2 separate regions of the Sus scrofa genome follow, and region 1 is linked to region 2. The links are chromatin contacts, called in public Hi-C maps. All regions are on one chromosome and are shown on one strand. Each heading gives the region's core, a stretch centred on a gene start, on an enhancer-like site or on the middle of the called end of the contact. The rest is flanking DNA. Distances are from core to core; before and after follow the strand shown. Region 1 overlaps ASB5 (ankyrin repeat and SOCS box protein 5). Region 2 holds the start of SPATA4 (spermatogenesis associated 4).

What was found. Hi-C and Micro-C count contacts between places; a contact is called where the count stands out from the background.
Region 1: a contact with region 2 is called in a Hi-C map of skeletal muscle, with 1.9 times the contacts expected there. The contact joins the enhancer-like site here to the promoter of SPATA4 in region 2. A contact is called at or near these places in 4 of 47 Hi-C or Micro-C datasets (epiblast stem cells, fetal skeletal muscle and skeletal muscle) and 1 of 2 datasets of contacts at active chromatin or transcription factors (skeletal muscle).

The regions. Positions count from the first base shown.
Region 1 is chr15:38,752,810-38,755,875 of Sscrofa11.1, forward strand. The region is part of intron 2 of ASB5 (ankyrin repeat and SOCS box protein 5); the gene reads right to left. Among named protein-coding and RNA genes, the nearest start is that of ASB5, 12 kb to the right of the region's middle. Within about 2 kb of position 1,767, at least 2 of the 83 cell types and tissues checked have an H3K27ac peak or open chromatin away from gene starts, as enhancers often do. A contact at or near this core is called in fetal skeletal muscle and skeletal muscle, where this site is marked.
Region 2 is chr15:38,704,203-38,707,082 of Sscrofa11.1, forward strand. It overlaps SPATA4 (spermatogenesis associated 4), which reads right to left and starts at 1,541. Exons shown (of 6, transcript NM_001177923.1): 1 at 1,324-1,541; 2 at 342-471. The coding sequence starts at 1,541.

The sequences.
Region 1 (3,066 bases), core at 517-3,016, 49 kb after region 2:
CACCACAGCCACAGCAACACCAAATCCGAGCTGTATCTGCAGACGTATACCACAGCTCATGGCAACGCCGGATCCTCAGCCCACTGAGTGAGGCCAGGGACCGAACCTTCATCCTTATGAATACCAGTCAGGTCTATTACTGCTAAGCCATGATGGGATCTCCCTCACCATGCTTTAAATTACTTGGTTATTTCTCTCTGTCTCTCCCACTGGACTATACACACCTACACGAGAGGGAACAGGGTTTGTTTGTGTATTTTCTCCCAAATGCCTAGCACAGTGCCTTTTCCATAGAAAACACTCAAGTAACAGGTATGGGAAAAATATGGCCAGGAAAACTGATTCCTCTTGAGCTCTCATGAGCTATGCTGAGTTCTTTGTTTCCAAAAACCCATGTGTTTCCCAACATATAGAGGAAGAGGAAGGATACTAATAGAATAAAATATGATAAAGTCTTTTGTAAACTTGGAAGCTTTGTTCCCAGATTCCTGTCTTAACTCACAGTATGATTTTTTTTTTCATCTCCCCAAAAAGTGCTCTAGCATTTCTGAAAAATAGTAGAATGTGGGAAAAGTTAAAGTCACTTAAAAAAATTTTTTTGGTAACACTTTTGATTATGTCACATCGTTTGTCACAGAAGGGCATTTCTATCAATTCCAGTTATTCTTATGTGGCCTTCTTCCACCTGCGTATAGAAAATGTGTCTCCAAACTCTCACATTTTCAAGGTATTTTTATACCTTCACACAATGAACACCATGACACAAGTCAGTCTACAGGCTGGCTTGAAATTTTTCATTGCTGAGATTCTGAGAAATGTTCCTGACATAACTCGCCTCAGAGACAATCAACCCAGCAACACCCCAAATCTCAGGAAACAAGTTGTTCCTTGGGAACAAGTATCATGGACAGTTCTACCCTTGCTGGCATTGGCTGTCGAGTTCAATTCCTAAAGTTGTTTTTAAACCTGGGCTGGACCTTACTGATGGAGAAAGACTATGACATTATACACAATTCTAGTTGCTTTTCCTACCTAGGTTATTCTCTTCTCCTAAATGACAAGTCCTTCTACCATCTGACCCATGGTGCACATTTATCCTGTATCTTATTTCCCGGTGCCAACAATAGATTAAAAAAAATGCATGCTTAATGGCAACTGTGAAACCAAATTCTGAAATCACAAGCACAAATATTCTACCAGATGAGTCTACACCCATTCCATATTCTCCCTAAAGCCTCAGCCGTGAAAGGAGTGCCCAAACAAGCTGGGTGTCACAAGATTGTTATCCAAGCAGAGGCATCACCTCGATGAATTTTCCACAGACTAAAATTTGGCCCGCGGCCTTGCAGGCTTGGAAACCTGATCTGTCAGCAAAGCTGGAGCGAAGTCACATCTTAGAGGGGGACTTACAACTCAAAGAGGACGGAACACCAGAGTGATGTTGAGATGCAAACATATTAATTTACAACGAGAACCATAAAAGTCAGGTGGACTAAAGCACTCCTGGGACCAGCCAGTACATTCTCTTGCTGTGAACAGATGTGGATGGAAAGCCAGGTCATAACCAGAAGGTTACTTGGTGACAAAAAAGTGGAACAAAGGGAATAAACATGAAATAAATCAGATTCTACTTCTGCAGCTCCCTGACCCATCCTAACATTTCACACTAGAGACAGGTAATCCACCAAGCAGCTAAGGACCCACATCTCTGGGGTAGTGCTGGCTGGAAACTGCAGACTTGCCTGGGTGGCTAATCAAGCCTTTCTGGTCCATAGAATTTCCTTTAGATCTGTTCATGTCTATTTCTGGGAGATCCTAGGGGAACATCTCCTCTTTCTGTCAGTGCTATTGAAAGGGATCAGCAGATTCATTCCTCCTTATTTTCTTTCCCTTTTTATTTTTTGTTGTCATTCTTTCTTTTCTATTCATACCATCACCACAACTGAACACATCCAGGCCCTCATCTCCTTATGTCAGGAGCCTAACTGGTCTACCTATCTCAAACCTGTCCCATTGTCCAATTCCAGAGACCGCTAGGATATAAATTGACTTTAAATTAACATTTTATATGTGTCTCTTTCCATTTTCCCACGTTTACTGACACCAAACACTCTCAGCAACTCCTACTGTCTTCAAAGTAACGTTCGAGGAGTTCCCGTCGTGGCGCAGTGGTTAACGAATCCGATTAGGAACCATGAAGTTGCAGGTTCGATTCCTGCCCTTGCTCAGTGGGTTAACGATCTGGCGTTGCCATGAGCTGTGGTGTAGGTTGCAGACGCGGCTCGGATCGCAAGTTGCTGTGGCTGTGGTGTAGGTCGGCGGCTACAGCTCCGATTCGACCCCTAGCCTGGGAACCTCCATACGCCGCCAACAGCTACAGCTCCGATTCGACCCCTAGCCTGGGAACCTCCATACGCCGCCAGAGCGGCCCAAGAAATAGCAAAAAAAAAAAAAAAAAAAAAAAAAAACAACCACACAAAGTAACATTCAAATTGCTTAACCTGATGTTCAAACTCTTTCCAATCTGTGCCCCAGTTGATTGTCATTTTTCTATCACAAGTCAAATATATTGTCTCTGGATATCCTATGTACCCCTCTGACTCCTGCTTCTGCTTATTTTTGGGATCTGGGGGTCAACTTAAGATCTGTCTCCCCCAGGAAAATATCTCCGAAGGTCCAAATCTGAAATTGACTTTTCCATTCTTTAGACTCACTTGGCATTTAGTATATCTGGAAAATAATGATTAAATGTAGATACACCCATCTTCCTCGATCTGAATAACTTACTTAAAGTTGGGAACAATATATTTTGCTTTTTTTGCTTTTTTATATCCTGTTTCTTCAGTGCCTTCACATCAGGGTGCTCAATAAAACATGCTTAGAACTGACCTTGTCTACTTGTAGGTAAAGCTACTAAACCTTCCTCAGAGCCTAAGATAGAACTTGAAAGTGTGACCCTTAGCTGAAGAGGGGAGCTTCCTCTTAAAGTGTCCATGGGATATCAGTCACATGTGGCTTCTTCCAGGTCCTTAGAGTGGCTTCATAAAACCAGGGTCATCCCCCTAC
Region 2 (2,880 bases), core at 291-2,790:
ATAAATATCTCTAATTACTTTGAATTCACTTTCACCCCCTGTTTGTCCTCCATTTATATTTTGAGGTTTAACAAGTTAATTATTAAATGATATTATTACTCAGCAAGAAAATCAACCATGGTCTCCCTCTCCGACTTGAAATGAGTATGCTGTTTCATAGGTGACACATAGATTACAGTTTAATAACCTTTTTAATACAAGGAAATAAATGCCACCTAGCGGCTTTGGGTAACTAGCACCCAGCCACTAACACACATTTCAAGAAATCTAAGACCTCAGGAATACACCTCTTCAAATACAAACTTCTCCAAAGTTAAAAGCATCGGTAACTGCTAATTTACCTTTTCCAATTGTGCCCAGTTATCCAACTTGACTTTTAAAGAAGTTCCATTTTGAAAGGATGACAACTTAAGGTCCCAGGGGTAATGTATAGAGAATATTTCTGCGATCAAGAAGCCATTGGAAAAATCCCTGATCCATATCAATAAGGAAATGAAATAAAATGTAGTTACATATATAGTTTGTATTATTTTGTAATCAATTCACACCCATATAATATTCAATACTGACGACAAGATAATTATAAAAGTAGAGTCTGATGCATCCTTGCTTCGAGGAGGCCTTGCTATGGGGTAGTGATTGAGTAAGATTAGACACACACCAAAGGCCATGGTGTTCTTTTTATGAACCCAAACTATTAATTCATATTGAATTTTCATTTTAACAAGGCCCCCAGGTGATACCACTGGGGGCACTGAACATTTCAAGCATGTTTTTCTTAAGGAGTGCCTAAATCAGTAAACCAGAGAAAGCCCTTGCCTGCAAAATGAAAGTCATCACCTTTATTTTTAAGGAATTCAATTTGCATTCCCAGTGCAAGTATTAACTGCCAGTTATGCTCAGAGAGGCTTCAGTTATAAGGAGCAACTTTTTCAATCCCCAATAACCTTCAAACCAGATGCTATGGCTAATAAAAAGTAAACGGATCCCCACTAGTACTAATGTCCAGTGTCCCTGAAAAAGAGCCTAGGTTATTTTATTTGGGGGTTGTCACCAACGCATTCTATATTAGCTGAGTCTAAAACGGAATGATAGAATTGATTGAATAAATGAAATGCTTCACCCTTTTGCAGATCAGCTCCCTAAGGGGGCGAGTGTGTGAGTGTGCTTGTGCGTGTGCGTGTGACGAGTGAAGGAGTAGAGCGGGCAAGGCAATCCCAGGAAAGCCCCTGCGTTACTGCGGGGTGGGCGGCGCAGACCAGGAGACTGCTCTGCTCCGGCGGATGCGCCCGCCAGGCGGCCAGGGCCCGACCGCTCCAGCACCTGCTGATGTTCCTAGGGAAGAAGCTGAGATCCAGGCCCTGGAGCCAGCGCAGAACCGACGGAGACATGCGGGAGCTCTTCGGTGGTTGTGGATAGACCAGCCACTTCTTAGGCCTCTCTCGGATGGGAGCTGCTGGACCTGGCGCAAGTGACGGTGACTTGGGTAAGGCAGCCGCCGGCAGCTTCAAAAGCCTTTCTTTCCGGCTGGTGGCAGCCATGTCGCTTTCTGGGTTTCTATGGCAGCATCGGGGGCGGGGCCTCGGTGGGGCGGGGTCTGGTGTTGGCGGGGCCTCGGCGCAGGCGCCCTGGGCCTCATGCGTACTCCACTTCACTATCCGACGCTCTTGGTTGGGCACGCACATCCCTGGCCCCACTGCGAGGGGACGTGGGTCCGGGGAGCTTCGACATGGCCCGAGCTTTCAATCTCAGTTTTAATTGGCCTGAAGCGTAACCAATTTAGAGCTACCCACCCTCACCCCGCCTTCCCTTAGAAATTGACATTTTGAATATTGTGGTTTCTGCTCAGCTGAAGGCTTGTTGCAGTCAAGCATTTTGAGGAAGTTGTGAGAACGTTTCAGAGGACAAAGACAGGTTTTGTTTGGAAATTGGAAAAGATAGGGCTTTTGTTCCAAAATGCCAATGTAAAAAAAAATCTTCAAAAATAAAATGAATAAATGCTTTATGTCTACACAATGTAATTTACCAATTTCCTTAATTATTACATTATATTCATAAAAGTTACATGGTATTTGAAAACAACTTGTAAATTAGATTTTCACACTTCACAAAGATGCCTCAGGATGCATGATGTCATTCATTAGACAAATATTTTGAGTCCCTACTATGTGCCAGGCCCTAATCTAGTCACTTGGGATTCATCAGTGAACAACACAGAGGGAAAAAAAGATTGCAGAGCAAGCATAGATAATTATAAACTAAATATTTACACAGCAAAGTTGTTAAAATCTTTTAAAAACTTTTACAGCAGAAAAGTAGATATGTAGATAATATGTGTAAGTAATATGAAGATATGTTACTATGCAAGATGAAATATGGGATAGATATATAAAGAGTAGAGCTGTATATTGTCGAATGCTTATTCGTACACGTTTATTAATAAAGTAAACCAATGTGAGTGAGTCTGTATTAGAAAGACAAAAATGAAGCTGTACAGTGTTTTTTCTTTGTCCAATGTAGTTTTTCATTTGTTGAATGGACTTATTTTGAGGAATTACTGTCCTCTGCTTTGCTGTGTATAAGATCTTCACTATTCAATACCTAGCTACTAGCCCCATGTAGCTATTCAGTTTTATATTAAATAAATTTAAATAAAATGAAGAAGCGTAACACTGGCTACATTCAACAGCTCAATAGTTGGGTGGGGCTGTTGGCTACCACATTGTACATCACAGAGACTGCACTATCACTATCTTTGCAGAAAGTTCTTTTAGGCAGCTGTACCCTAGATTATTTATAGAAGGTACAGAGATATATAAGTATCTGAAAAAAAGATCATGTACTCTGAAAAGCTCTGCCATGCTAAAAAATATATTGGTA